2 separate regions of the Macaca mulatta genome follow, and region 2 is linked to region 1. A link is a contact called in public Hi-C data. All regions are on one chromosome and are shown on one strand. The core of a region is the stretch at or near the end of the contact, and the rest is flanking DNA. Distances in the headings are between cores, read along the strand shown. Region 1 holds the start of ASF1B (anti-silencing function 1B histone chaperone). Region 2 holds the start of ADGRL1 (adhesion G protein-coupled receptor L1).

What was found. A called contact is a pair of places that touch in the nucleus more often than the background predicts.
Region 2: a Hi-C map of cortical neurons shows a contact between it and region 1, with 2.0 times the contacts expected there. The contact joins the promoter of ADGRL1 here to the promoter of ASF1B in region 1.

The regions. Positions count from the first base shown.
Region 1 is chr19:14,723,060-14,726,531 of T2T-MMU8v2.0, reverse strand. It overlaps ASF1B (anti-silencing function 1B histone chaperone), which reads left to right and starts at 1,853. Exons shown (of 4, transcript XM_015123130.3): 1 at 1,853-2,574. The coding sequence starts at 2,466. LOC144336705 (a long non-coding RNA gene) reads right to left here. Exons shown (of 2, transcript XR_013409027.1): 2 at 2,300-2,674. It overlaps LOC144336701 (a long non-coding RNA gene), which reads right to left and starts at 1,781. Exons shown (of 3, transcript XR_013409023.1): 1 at 1,659-1,781.
Region 2 is chr19:14,801,350-14,804,629 of T2T-MMU8v2.0, reverse strand. It overlaps ADGRL1 (adhesion G protein-coupled receptor L1), which reads left to right and starts at 1,961. Exons shown (of 23, transcript XM_077977528.1): 1 at 1,961-1,996; 2 at 2,379-2,787.

The DNA.
Region 1 (3,472 bases), core at 604-3,103:
TAGCCAGGATGGTCTCGATCTCCTGACCTCGTGATCCGCCCGTCTCGGCCTCCCAAAGTGCTGGGATTACAGGCTTGAGCCACCGCGCCCGGCCTAAAATTTAATTTTAATTTTGAGAGACAGGATCTCACTCTGACACTCAGGCTGGAGTGCAGTGGCTGGAGCATCCTGGGCTCAAGAGATCCTCCTGCCTCAGCTTCAGGAGTAGCAGAGACTACAGGTATGCACTACCACACCTGGCTTATTCTTTTATATTTTTGTAAATATGAGGTCTTGTTATGTTGCCCAGGCTGATCTTGAACTCCTGGCCTCAAGAAATCCTCCATGCCCAGCCTCTAAAATTTAATTTTTTTAAAAAAAAGTAAATCTTGGCCGGGCGCGGTGGCTCAAGCCTGTAATCCCAGCACTTTGGGAGGCTGAGACGGGCGGATCACGAGGTCAGGAGATCGAGACCATCCTGGCTAACACGGTGAAACCCCGTCTCTACTAAAAAATACAAAAAAAAAAAAACTAGGCCGGGCGTGGTGGCTCACGCCTGTAATCCCAGCACTTTGGGAGGCCGAGGTGGGCAGATCACAAGGTCAGGAGATCGAGACCATGGTGAAACCCCGTCTCTACTAAAAATAGAAAAAATTAGCCGGGCGCAGGGGCGGGCGCCTGTAGTCCCAGCTACTCGGGAGGCTGAGGCAGGAGAATGGCGTAAACCCGGGAGGCGGAACTTGCAGTGAGCTGAGATCCGGCCACTGCACTCCAGCCCGGGCGACAGAGCGAGACTCCGTCTCAAAAAAAAAAAAAAAAAAGTAAATCTTAAATTAAAAAAAAAAAGATATGGCTGGGTACAGTGGCTCATGCCTGTAAACCCAGCACTCTGGAAGATCAAGGCGGGCGGATCACTTGAGATCAGGCGTTTGAGACCAGCCTGGCCAACAAGGTGAAACCCGGTCTCTACTAAAAATACAGAAAAAAATTTAGCTGGTTGTGGTGGTGGTCACCTGTAATCCCAGATACTCAGGAGGCTGAGGCAGGAGAATCGCTTGAACCCGGGAGGTGGAGGTTGCAGTGAGCCGAGATCGCGCTATTGCACTCCAGCCTGGGTGACAGAGCGAGATTCCGTCTCAAAGAAAAAAAAAGTGGTTTCCAAAAAATGTAAAATTAGGTGCGCGGCTGGCATTATTTTTCCACTGGGTAGAGCTGATCGCCCGTGGGGGCAGAGACTCTGCGACCTGGAGTCTCCCAGGCCGGGGGCGACGGGATGCGGCGGAGAGAAGTTTCCGGATGTATTGTGCGGTCATGAATCATGTCAGGGAATTGCCACTGCCCCCGTTGAATGGAGAGACGCTGCCTCAGGAGCTGAGTAGCAGAGCCCGGACTCGAACACTGGTCTGCCCCCGAACTGAAACTCCCATTTTCAGTACCGTCTGCTTGAAACCTTCCAAGAGCCCTTGAGGGGGCGAGAGCGGGATCCAAACCCCTCGGGGGCGAGAGCGGGATTCGAACCCCTCGTGGGCGAAAGCGGGATCCGAACCGGGCTGGACTCCCGAGGTCCCAGCGCGCCGCGTGACCGCCACTCCGAACGTTCGCAACGTTCACAACGGACTCCAGGGCCGCTGGACCTCAAGGGTCAGGAGCCACTCAGAAAAGCTCCAGACTACGCTCACCTGTTGACAGACGCTGAGGGCGCAACCCTCCTCCTCTTTTTTCACACTCGCCAGCACCGCGGCGGCGCTCGACTTCCGCTTCTCTCCAGCGAATCCCCAGCTGAGCCTCATTCTGCTCCCGGCACTATTACCAATCCAGCCAATCAACTCTCAGAAAACCCTCTTTATCTCCGCCCCACTCCCTCCTGCCAATCACTGAGGGTGCGAGCACCGCCCTTCCCGCCTTCTTTAGCGAGCGCCGCGCGCCACCGCTCGGCGGTTGGCGGCGCTGCGCGGTGCGGGATGCAGCTCCCGGAAAAGCGAGGCGAGGGGCGGGCTACGCCGGTGCGGGAACCCTCAGGATTGGGCAGAAGGAGTCCGGCGCTCTGACTCCGTCCACTCCCGCCGTTGACATCCGAGTCGGAGACGCTGGGGATTGGTTCCCAGCGGACACGCTAAGAAGCCTGGAGATGGTTTCGCCCTCCTCACACGCCGCGGAGAGGGAGCTCCGCTGATTGGTCCGGGGAGTCTGGGCGCGCGCCGACTGGCGCTCCAGGATTGGCTGAGGGGGTGCGCGCGCCGCCAGGGGAGCGTTGGCGGTGATTGGCCAGAGGGCGGAGGCCGGCTATTTGAAGGCGGTCCGCGGTTTAGGTGCGCACTTCAGTCCGCGGAGGGAAGAGGCGGGAGTGGACTTGGTCTGCCGTACCCCACTGACGCCCCCCCACTCACCGGACCCAGGCGCGGCCTCCGCCACAGCCACAGCCCTGCCCCTGCCCCTGCCCCTGCTGCGGCGCGGCGCGGCGCGGCGAGGCGAGGCGAGGCGAGGCGATGGCCAAGGTGTCGGTGCTGAACGTGGCGGTCCTGGAGAACCCGAGCCCTTTCCACAGCCCCTTCCGGTTCGAGATCAGCTTCGAGTGCAGTGAAGCCCTGGCGGACGGTGAGGCTGGGCCCGTGCGGGGACCCCCACCCCCGGGCCGACCCCGGCCTCCCCTTGGAGAAGCGCTCCCATGGCCAACTTGATCTCCCCCATGAAACCCCTCGTCCCCTTTCCGCCAATCCCGATCTCCGGGTGGAGACTCCCCGCCATCAGCCAACTCGGACCTCCCCGTGACCTCCTCTCCCACTGCCCGCCTTGACCTCCCGGGTGGAGACCCCCAGCTAGCTAACTCGGACCTCCCCGTGACCTCTTCCCCCACTGCCCGCCCCGACCTCCCCATAAAGATTAACCCCAGTCAAGCCCCACTTCCCGCGTGGGAAACCTCATCCATCTTTTTAATCTGGAGGTCTTCCTAGGTACCCGTTTTCATGGAGAGATCTTCTTGGCCTCCATTTCTTAAGCCACGGAGATCTTCAGCCACCGTGATTTCCCTGTGGCAAGACCCGCGCTTTAGCCACCCACCCATTTTTGCCCACTTATTCCCTCTTTAGTGAGATACTCACACCTCCCATTTTCCCTCTGGAGACTCCGAATGTCCAGCCCCTTCCCATTTTCCCCGGGGGAAATCCTAGCCATCTGCTATTTTCCCTATGGAGATCTCTCACGCAAGCTCCTTTCCCTCCTCACCGTGAAGACGCTCCCCACCAGTAACCGTTTTTCGCTGTGAAAACCCCTCAACCCCTTTTCAGGACCGCCCTCGCCCCCATCTTCCCATTTGTCTCCCACCAATCCCCTCCCCAACCTGCCAATATTTCAACAACCCCACCCGCACCAGTTGCTGTTGCTTTTCTGCCATTGCACATACCCTGGAACCTGGTTCCTCCTTCGTTGGGGCCCAACCCCTGCTATGCTTGAGCTCCCCCTGGGAAAGGATGCTACCGTCTTTGAGGGGAACTTG
Region 2 (3,280 bases), core at 712-3,211, 78 kb before region 1:
CCCTTCCCAGTACTGAAAAGACAGCTGTCCATAGAAGGCGGTGGAGGGTGACAGGCTGCCACAGCAGTGGCATGTGGTCACCCGGCCAGCCTGGAAGTCTGGTGTCCCTGCCCTTCCTCCAGTTTAGCCACAGGGACATGCTTCTAGGAAGGAGTTCTTAGAGCCCAAGTTCATTCCCGTGCAGATATTCAACTCAGGCTTTCTTAGATACTCATTTTTTCCCATCCAGATAACGCTTCAAGTTTTGTGGATTTACCACTCCTACTCAGGAATCCTTTTCTCGTTCCTCATTCACTCTGCAAAGTGCCTGGTGAGCAATGCACTCTCTTCCCTGGACTGGCGGTTTCCCCCATCCCCATCCTCAGCCAGTCCCCCTCCTCTAAAACTCAGATCAGGATTTGTCTGCCCTGCTGCTAAGATGCAGGCCAGCTTTGAACTTTGAGCTGTCTGCCTTAACATTTAGGCCTCACTTGAATGGATTCCTTTCCCTGAGGATCCAAGCCCGGGTTTTGCTCCTCCCCAGCCATCAGTCTTCCCGTTGCACCCATCTTTCATAAAATGGAGCCAGCAGCCCCGCTTCAGGGACACCCCCTCCCCCCTGTTCCCTCCACTCCAGGAGTCTGTACCCCACTTCCATTTCCCTCCAGCCCCCACCCTGCATAAAGTTGCCGAAGTGTCTATTTTTGGCTTGGGGCCCGGTTTTATAGCCCCGGCTATAGGTCTTGGCAGTCGTAACTTTGGCTCTCCGGAGAGCAAAGCCGGGTCCAACAGCCTTCCCCACCCCAGAGAGGGGGTCCCGGGGCTCCCTCTGCAGCCTCAATCCGAAACCTGCTCCTCGCCTCACTTGGTCTGATGCCTGGGAACCCAAGCCTGCTTCTTGCCCTACTTCTCTTAAGTCCACCAGCTGCAATGGAGTTGTTAGGTGGTGAAAATCCATGCCGGGTTTTTACTCTTTCAGAGAACATAAAATTCAATTTTTCTCCCGCACCCCCTCCCCAAAAGCAAGACTTTGAGGCGTTTATAGATACAAACCTCCCCCTAACGCTTCCCTCCGCCCCTCCTGCCCGGTCAGCTCCAAGCCCCTGTCTCGGTGGCCGAGGATCTTCTGCTGAGGGTCTCATCCCGTCCCGCGCGCTCCAGTCCTGGCTTTGCGTGCCTCCCTCGCCTTTTATTGTAGGTCTGGTCTCCCAGGGTACCGGCCTCATCGCATTCCCTTCGCAGCGCCCCTGGATCCAGAAACCGCTTTTACCTGTCCGCTCCGGTGCAGCCAGCGCGCCGAATCCCTTCGTACCCGAGTCCAGCCCTCCTTTTGCCCCTCCCCCTTACACGTCGCTGCCAGGAAGATGAGGGCAACCCAAGTCGCCTCAGACACTAAGCATCCCCCTTCCAGAACACCCTTCCCATGCGAACCCAGGTCCCGGGAATTCCGGGCCGGGTCTTGCTTGTTTCCACTGCGTTAGGCCTGACGCATTACTCCGTCTCCCGAGAAAGAATCCGGCCCGAAATTTGCGTGCCCCGGGTGCATTTGGCCGTGTCGCATCCACCCCCCAACCACCCACCCCAACACCCGTTCCTCACATCTTTATCTAATCCAGCTCGGGTTTTGCACAACCCTTCCAGATCTCCCCATTTGCGCCCTCCTTCCCGGGCTCGGCGCCTTTCCTTTTACTTCGCTGGAAAATCCTCTCCGGGTCTTCCTTACGTCTGTCTCCCTTCCCCCACTCCCCGCTCCAACGCGGGGCTCCAGCACGTCGCCTTCCTTCTCCCTGCTTTTCCAGAGAGAAGGCGAGAGGAGTCGAAGGGAAGGAAAGTCCAGCCCGGGTTTTCGGGCCGGCTCCTGGGGTGCTCAGGCGGGTTGCGGCGGCCAGTCCCGGGCGGCGACTCCGGGCCGGGTTTTTTGCGCGCCCGCCGCCCCCCTCCCGGAGCGGGTGCGCCGGGGAGCGGGGCGAGCAGGCGGCTTGTCATTGCTGGTGCCCGGCGCCGGCTCGGTCCGCGCGTCCTGCGGTGCCCACGGGCCCGGCCCGGCGCCCCCCCTCCGGCCGCACCGGGGGCGCGACGCCGCGGCACCCGCCTCCAGCCGCGCCGCCCCCCTCCGCCAGCTCCGCGCCGCCCACCCCCAACCCGAGCCCCCCGCGGCCACTGCGGGGAGCCCGAGCCGTCGGCGCGGGAGCTGTCGGCGCTGCGGCGCCCCCGCCCCGCCGTCTGCCGAGGAGGTCCCGGCTGATGGGGCCGCGCGGGCCCCGGAGCGGCGCCGCCGGGCGGCGGAGGCCTGCAGGGGCGCCCCGGCTGCCCCGTTAACCCCTCGGCCACCGCCGCCGTCGGAGGGGGCTGGGAAGTCGCCTGGGCGCACACGTGCCGCCTCCGTCGGGGCCGCGGAGCTGCGGGGGAGATGCGGGCCGCTGCCGGCGCCGCCTCGGGGCGCTCCGCCTCGCCCCAGCCCCCAGTGCTCTGACGCCGCCCCCGCCCCACCGCCTCGCTCCCCGGGAGGGGCGCAGACCCGATCGCCCCCAGTCCCGAGCCTCCGCCGCCGCGAGGGGGCCGCCTTTGGTTCCGTGTAATCCGCCTCTTTTTTTTTATTTTCTTTTTCTTTTTTTTTTTTTAAATTTTTGGTCGGTGGCGGCGGTGCTGGGCTAGGGGAAGGAAGGGACACGGAGGCCGCCCTCGCCCCGCCACCTCCTATCCGCTTCCCCTCAGCCCCGGCTCCGGGAGATGTGCCGGGCGGGGGGCCCGGGTTCGCGGAGCCGCAGGAGAGACACGCTGGGCCGACCCCAGAGCGGCGCTGGACAGGTGAGTGTCTGCGGGCCCAGGGCGAGGGGCGACGCCGCACCTGGGCCAGGTGTGCGGGGCGCGCGGAAGAGGGGAGGCGGGAAGGATGGGAGCCGGGGCCTGTCCTGGCCGCGAGGGGGGAGGGGACGCTGGAGCCGCGCGGGGCACTGCACCTGAGCGGGAGGGGCGTGGGGGGCAGCCCGCAGCTCACCCCCACTGGCTAGGGGCCCGGGAGGGGCGGCCCCCACGGAGCGCCCGGGGCGCGGGGGTGCGGACGGGCGGCCGCAGGGTGCCTGGCGGGGGGAGGGGACCGCGAGTGTGCCCGCGCGTGGTTGCGTGTGCCCGCGCGCGCGCCAGCCTTTGTGGGGAAGCGGCGCGGCGGTGCCTGCGTGTCCCCGGTGCGTGTGCGCGCGGGTGCTTGGCGCTCTGTTTGTGTAGGTGTCTGGGTGTGAGCGGAGGGGGTGCGTGTGCGCGCCGCGCGCCGGTCCCGGGCCTCGGAGGAGCCGTGGCTGGC